Regions from separate parts of the Hordeum vulgare genome. Here region 2 is linked to region 1. Evidence: chromatin contacts called from public Hi-C data. All regions are on one chromosome and are shown on one strand. The core of a region is the stretch at or near the end of the contact, and the rest is flanking DNA. Distances in the headings are between cores, read along the strand shown. Region 1 has its middle 160 kb from the start of LOC123425709. Region 2 has its middle 97 kb from the start of LOC123429862.

Region 1 (3,911 bases), core at 753-3,252:
TTGTAGACGCTTCACGCTCGTTAAATGGGCCAGCCCATTTGAAATCCATTCCTCTCCCGTTCTGCATGAAGCCCCGACACTGCTTGGCACAGAGCGGGAGTTATATCTGGGACCGCCTATGTGCCGCACGCACAGGGGGTCGCCCGACTGGGTCGGCCCAGATTTGCTTTTCTAGTTTTTTTTCTGTTCCTGCTTTTCTCTTCTGCTTAATTGTTTCTCTTTTTTTGTTATTTTTTCTTTCTTTTTCCTTTTCATTTCTAATTTGAAGCAAAAACATTTGTAGGATTTGAAGAATAATATTTGAAAATTTAGAATTTTTTTTGAAATAGCAAACATGTTTTGAATTTTTAACAAATTTTGAAATATGAATAAATTTAAATTCATGAACAAAATTATAAAACCGCGAACATTTTTCGAATCTAGGAAACTATTTTGAAACAAGATTTGTAAAACAATTCGAAAGATGAATAAATTAAGAATTTTGAACAAAATTAAAAATAGTGAAATTTTTCTATATTTCGGAATATTTTCTATAATTCCAGAATATTTTTCAAAATACGGATTTTAAAAAAAAAATTCAGAACGGGTTTCTGAAAAATACGAAATATTTAGATAAAAAATACCATAACAATGTTTCTCATTCTGGAACATTTTATAAAAATTATGGAACATTTTTTGCAAATTCAGGAATAGTTTTTCAACTTCTGAACATTTTTTCAAAATCCAGAACATTTTTTCAAAATCATGAACATTGTTTCAAAATCTAGAGCATTTTGTCAAACTCCGCAGAACTTTATCAAAATTCTGCAATTTTTTTCAAATTCGGAACATTTTTAAAAATTTGGAACATTTTTTCAATTTCGGAATATTTTACAATTTCGGAAAGAATTCCAGTTCCGGAATATTTTTTTAATTTCGGAACATTTTTCCCAAATTATGGAACGTATTCTAAAATAGGGAACAAATTTCAAAATGCTAACAATTTTTTAAAGGAGAAAATTCCGAACATTTTCTAAATCAGGGAACAAATTTCAAAACACAAACAAATTACGGAACATTTTTTTAAAATCCCGACTAGTTTTGTAAATCCAGAACACTTCTTTGAAAAAAAAGAGAAACAGCATTTGAAGAACATTTTTTGAAAATCCAGTACATTTTTTGAAAATCAAGAACATTTTCCTAATAAAAGAACTTTTTCCGAAGTTTAAGAAAATTTTTAAAAATCCCAAACATTTAATTCCAGAACATTTTCTGGAAATTAAAGAACATTTTGTAAAAAGGAAAACTATTTTTAGAATTTGAATAATATTTTTTGAAAATCACGAACATTTTTTGAAAATTGACAATAGTTTTTGAAAATCCAAATATTTTAAAAGGTTCCTTGAACCGGGTTTTTCTATTTCTTATTGGCTTTTGGATTTTCAACGTTCCTAACATTTTTTCAAATTGCGGTTCATCTTCTAAAATTATGGAACATTTTTTCAAATTTCGGAACGTTTTTTCAAATTCAGCAATGTTTTTTCAAATTCAAGAACATTATTTCATATTCCAGAACATTTTTGTAAATACTGGAATATTTTTTCGAAATTACCCAACATATTTTCTTATTCTGGAACATATTTTCAAAGTTTCTAACATTTTATAAAATTTCGGAACATTTTTTAAAATTCCGGAACATTTTTTCAAATTCCTGAATAATTTCTCAAATTCCGGAAACTTTTTTTAATTTGGAAACATTTGTTGAAATTGTGAAACATTTTTTGAAATTGCGGAACATTTTTTCAAACTTTACATTTTTTTAAAATCTGGAACATTTTAAGAACAGAAAGAGAAAAAAAACTGTTTCAGGGAACCTTCTAGAAGTTTCTCAAAACCGAAAAAAACAGCTGAAAACCTGTAGAAGGTTGTTAAAACTGGGCACTCCAGCTCCGCTTCTAGACCAGCCCGATCCCTTGCCCGCTCTGTGCGAAGCCTCGACACCGCTTCGCACAAAGCGACAAATAGGGTTTTCCGTTATTTTTTGGATACTGCAGGTTGTATCTTTTCCTCACCTCTGGCGTCTGCCCAACTAGCTGCTAATGGCCGGACCCAACCCTAGTTCGCTCAGGAGCCGGTTTTTTCGTTTTTCTTTGTTTTTCTTTCTTTCTTTCTTAGTTCTCTTTACTCCCAATTCTTTCTTTTTAATATTTTTTTGAAGACACCTATATTCTTTCACGCACAGTGTATATTTTCCATACACATCGGGGTTATTATTAATACATGTTTAAAGTTTTGTAAACATAAAATTAATATTTCTCACATCTTCTTTTATGCCTACTCTTTTAAATGTATGGTATACATTTTTGGTATAGATGATCAAGTTTTATTATACAAGTTTAATATTTTATAAACATCTAATTAGCATTTGTTCAAATATATTTTTATATCTACCTTTTCCCTGTGCGTTGTATATTTTTCGTGTACACATCAAGAACTTGCTTTTATACACATTTAAGATTTTTTCAATAAATCAGAAAATGGTGGTGTCGAAGCACGGTTAGGCACGGACGTGGAGTCCGGTGATTCCTTGTGTGCGGGGCACTGTCATGCGCGAAAGCACAGTCTGATGGCTCTTGCGCGCGAAGTGTTGCTGTGTGTGGAGGCGAAGTCCACTCGCTTTTGTGCCGAGGCACTCCCATGTGCGGACGCGGAGTCCGGTGGCTCTAGCGCGCGAATCGCTGCGGTGCTTGGATGTGGAGTCCACTGTCTCTTGTGCGCGGGGCAGCGCCATGCGCGGATGCAGAGTCTGGTGGCTTTGCGCGTGAAGCGCCGCCGTGCGTGGACGTGGAGTCCATTTGCTCTTGTGCATGGGGCACTGTCATGCGCGGACGCGAAGTCCGGTGGATCTTGCGCGCGAAGTCTTGCCGTGTGTGGACGCGAAGTCCACCGGCTCTTGTGCGCGGGGCACTGCCATGCACGGACACAAAGTCCGGTGGCTCTTGCGCGCGAAGTGCTGCCGTTGTCATGGCCGAGGTCGCCGATGGTGGTCGGCTACCGGCTGTAGCCAGCAGCAGCTTTCTTCTATTGGGAGCGCGCTAGCGCACCCACTAGGTGTAGCCTCCGAGATTCGGGCCGCATGCACGGCTGGGTGGCAACGGGCCAAATCTTTGTCTTCTGATTTTTTTTCTTGTGCCCTCTTCTCGGGTTGACATGGCTGTCTTCCGGTGGGGGCGCGCCAGCGCACCCACTGGGTGTAACCTCCGAGCCTCTGGGCGACTCGAAGAGTCGTGCGGAGGCTTCTTGGTGTTGGTGTAGCGAAAATATTGTTGATGGCGGCCGGCTGCGGGCTGCAGCCGGCGTAGCTGTCTTCCAGTGGGGGCACGCCAATGCACCCACTGGGTGTAGCCTCCGGGCGACTCGAAGACATGGCTTTCTTACGATGGGGGCGTGCCAGCACACCCAGTGGGTGTAGCCTCCAAGATTCGGGCTGGCTGCACGACTGTGTGGCAGCCGGGCCAAATCTTTTCTTCTGATTTTTTCTTGTGCCGTCTTCTCGAGGCTAACATGGCTTTCCTCCGGTGAGGGCGCGCCAGCACACCCACTGGGTGTAGCCTCCGAGCCTCCAGGCGACTCGAAGAGTCATGCGGAGGCCTCTTGCTGTTAGTGTAGCGAAAATATTGCTGATGGCGGCCGGCTGCGGGGTGCAGCCGGTGTAGCTGTCTTCGAGTGGGGGCACGCCAGCGCACCCACTAGGTGTAGCCTCCGAGCCTCCGGGCGACTTGAAGAGTCGTGCAGAGGTTTCTTGTTGTTGATGTAGCAAAGATGTTGTTGATGGCGGCCGGCTACGGGCTGCAACCAACATAGCTATCTTCCAATGGGCAGGCTTTAGCCAGACACGACTCCAGCCGACAGCCATAGCTGGATAGCTTCCA
Region 2 (3,911 bases), core at 512-3,011, 430 kb after region 1:
TGCTGCGCCGGCCCGCTACGCTTCCCCTTCGAACGCCCGCGGTGGAGCTCCTGGAGAAAACCGGCAGCGAGCAAACTACATTGAGGGAATAAATTTGATAGTGGGTTGTCCCGGTGGTGATGTGTTTGACGCGAGAGCTCGCTATATTCTCACATTTGGGGTCTGCATGTCATACCAAAGGGAATGCCCTCACTTATTGCAAGATCGAAGCTCACGTCGCCTCAAGTTTTCTTCCTGGCCAAGCCCAACGTTATGCACGTCTACAACACACCGGTATGTTTGCGCACATAAGAAGGTATATTTTGTGATTTTTGTTTGCTTATTTTTTTTAAAAAAATAGTAAAATTTGAGTTATGGAGTACATAAGTTACCAAATTCATCGCACACTAAAAAAGTTCATATCACTATAAAATTGTTCGTATTATTCCTACAAAATGTTCATCGCACTTGTACATAATTTTCCATGAGATTATAAAAATATTCACACACTTGAAAATATGTTTCAGGATGTTTTAATGGTATTTTCATGGAATTTTAAAAACTGTTTGATGTGCGTTTGAAAAACGTTTGATGTGCGCTTAAAAAATGTTTGACGTCTTATAATTGTGCAATATGTATTTACAAAAATGAGAGCTGAGAAATGTTAGACCCATATATGACGAAGTTTGACGTGTATCTAAAAAGTCGACATGTATCTAAAAAAAAGAAACTAAAAAAGCAATAAATAAAAGGGGACTGATCTGCGCCGGCGTGCCGGCCCAAACATTTGGCCGGCCGCACGCGAGCCGCAGGATCCACCAACCCTGCGTCGTCCGCACCATTTGATTCGCATGCAACGTTTTTTCCCCTATGCAGCAAAATTTCGATGTGATGTAGCAATTTTTTCAAGGGTTGCAACAAAAAATAAAATTTGTAGCAAAAAAAATATCTACGTAATCGTAGCAAAAAATGAAGCTGATGATGCATGGTAGCAAAAGTCAAATACCGGTTGTAGCAAATATTTATGTGACGTGTATGCAACTTTTTTAGTGAATGGTTACAGCAAAATATGATGCCGGTTGTAGCACAAATTAACACGGCTGTAGCAAAAGTATAAAATATCGATTATAACGAAAAATCCGACGAACTGGAGCTGCAACCAAACGTATATGCAGTTTTTTTATTGGAACAAAAAATAGTAAAAAAAAAGCTTGCAGCAAATATGACGTTGGTTGTAACATATTTAGACGAAAAATGTTGCATCCATTGGAACAAAAAATGCTTGCAGAAAAAATGTTGCATGGGCCCGCGCGCGCGAGGAGGCGACCGGCACGTCGGTTTGGCGGGCGCGCGGGTGAAAAACGATTCCCTAAATAAAAACAAGAAACAGAAATTGAAAGAAAAACACGTGAAATCTTCCCAAAACCACCCCCGCTCTATCTATTGAAGTACACGCACACGAGTTCCGTGTTTCCTTGGAGAGAAAAAAAGACTAGTTCTGCGTCGCATCCGTTAACTTACTGCTGTACTGAACATTTTACACCATGAAGATTTATTGTTACAAAATTAAGTCTCTCTTCAAAGAAAATGTTACTCGCAAGTCGTGTGCGCACATGAACCCAGAAGGAGCCCGAAGCAGGGCCACAAGAATACAAGTGTCCCATGGTCAGTAGGGTCTCCTTGCTGCGGGCCAAAGCCGCCCCGATCGAGTACCACCAAGTCCACTGTACCGGGACGTTGTCTCGTGCCGGTACACCAGCTTTCAAGCTGACACGCCACACTACTCGTGCCTTTGCGAGAGGGACATGCGCCCTGCTCGCCCTCGCATCGAGACACCACTCACTGTCCCACACCCGTCGCGACGGAGCGACCGCGGTGGGCTCGGCGTCACGTGAAACCACGTGAACCGGGGGCCTATCAACCGGTGCTATCCACGGGCTTGTTTCACTGCCAAGAAATTTTATCGACCCAAACAAATCATGGTAAGAGCATCTCAAACAGTTTTTATGTGGTTCTCATAAAAAAAAATTACAAAGCTTATATATTTGTATTTATATTTTGCATATTTACCAAGTCAAATGCCACTTTATAAATTTTTAACAAGCCTCATTTTGTTCCAATGACAGATGGATCCGTGTACTAGTGTGTGTGCGTGTGTGTGCGTGTATGTGTTTTTATATACGTGTACGCGTGTATGTTGCATGCGTATGTGTGTGCTGCATGTGTGCGTGTGTGTGATGCATGTGTGTAAGTGTACGCGTGTGTGCATGTATACGTGGACGCGAGTTGTGCTACTATACATATACATGTACATATGCTAGTTTGTAATGTGTCTATGGCAAACTCTTCCCACATGTCATTGTGTGTTTTGTGCAAATATAGCAATTTAGTATACAAAGGGTACCGAAGTAAAAAAATATGTTAACTTTGTAAACCTTCTCTATCCTCCTGCTATAACAAGTATTTAATAATCTAATATACAAAGGATGCAGAAGATGCTCTAATACATATAGTAACATCTTTAATATTTTAACCATCATGTAATGAACTTTTTTCTCGGAATCACATAAATTCTTTCAAACTATCCCTTATAATACTAAAAAATAAGGCTTTCATAAGAATATCACGTCGTAGACCATTCTATAGTTGTATGGTTAGAGCAACTCCAACAGCATGACCTTAAGAGATGCACGCTTTGTACGGTTTTTATCCGTTTGGGTTTGGCATATTCGCCCTTTTTTGTAGATGGGCCGGTCGTGCGTCTAAAACCCCTACTCATTTTTCGCCTGCTTGGCCGATCAGCATTCATTTTTTAATCACATACTTTGCTTCGTTTTGGATTTGAACATTATTTTTATTTCATCAAATGCATTTTAATACATATATATTTTTACCAATTCTTCGCTATGAATATTAGATGAAAGAAAACAAGAACCATAATTGGAGATTTTAAAAGATGTCTAACTTCCATAGCTGCTCCTACTAGTTGAACTAAGATCTTTTTTATGTCGTGTCTCGATCTTTCGATGAGATGGTGGCTATCGATTTGTTAGAGACACTTTGATGATCCGACTACAAACGTGCACGACGTTACGCCTTAGCAATCGCTAAACCAACTCCAAAAGGTTATTGATCACGCTGGAGCACGATCAACCTGACCACAAAGGTCTTTTTCTGCAAGCAATCGAAGAACAAGCAAGAATATGATAAAAGCAATTTGAATATTGCAAATATATATGAAGTATTCATAAGGATGGGAATCCGAAAGCGGTCTTGGTCTAGTCGTTGGATACAAACGAAGTACACGAAGTTGCAACGGTTAACTTTTAACTAAACAAATCCCAAGCAAAAAGCTACTAGGTTGATATACTTATATAGTATCATGGGGTGGAGAACAAGGAGGTGGGAGGACGTCCCAAGGCAGCCTAAGACTAAACCTAGATCGTACAGGGCCTATGGTCCCAAGTGGAGGTGATGCAACACCTTTGGACTTGTATTTTGACTCGGATTCTGGTGCAAGGTCAGATTGTTTCTTCAATATCTCCATGATCTGAACGAATTCTAAGTTGATTTCAATTAGGCTGAACGTACATAAAATCTACTTTCCAATCAAAAAAGAATCACCCAATTCGGAGTCTGTATGAAAATGTTGTTGGCGTTTTGACACACGTATATGTGTGTAGTCCGAATCTGAGTCGGTGACGTAAGTGACTTGGACTTTATCTTATCTTAGGCTAAAAGTGACGTGAGGGAACTTCTTGAACAAAACGTAATCATTTCCTTTGATGTGAGATGATTTCTTGAACAACATCTAATCATTTCCTCTTCCTTTATCTTCACACGTGGTTCGTGCAAGCGTTCGACAATTCTGCATTTAGGCATGAAACAAAAATATGTGAAGTATTTTTGTTTTGGATAACATAAATAAATTA

Evidence for each region. A called contact is a pair of places that touch in the nucleus more often than the background predicts.
Region 2: a Hi-C map of seedling shows a contact between it and region 1, with 7 times the contacts expected there. The contact joins two enhancer-like sites. A contact is called at or near these places in 3 of 6 Hi-C or Micro-C datasets (leaf and seedling).

The regions. Positions count from the first base shown.
Region 1 is chr2H:170,246,204-170,250,114 of MorexV3_pseudomolecules_assembly, forward strand. No RefSeq gene overlaps it. Among protein-coding and RNA genes, the nearest start is that of LOC123425709, 160 kb to the left of the region's middle. Within about 2 kb of position 2,003, at least 3 of the 3 cell types and tissues checked have open chromatin away from gene starts, as enhancers often do. A contact at or near this core is called in leaf and seedling, where this site is marked.
Region 2 is chr2H:170,678,885-170,682,795 of MorexV3_pseudomolecules_assembly, forward strand. No RefSeq gene overlaps it. Among protein-coding and RNA genes, the nearest start is that of LOC123429862, 97 kb to the left of the region's middle. Within about 2 kb of position 1,762, at least 3 of the 3 cell types and tissues checked have open chromatin away from gene starts, as enhancers often do. A contact at or near this core is called in leaf and seedling, where this site is marked.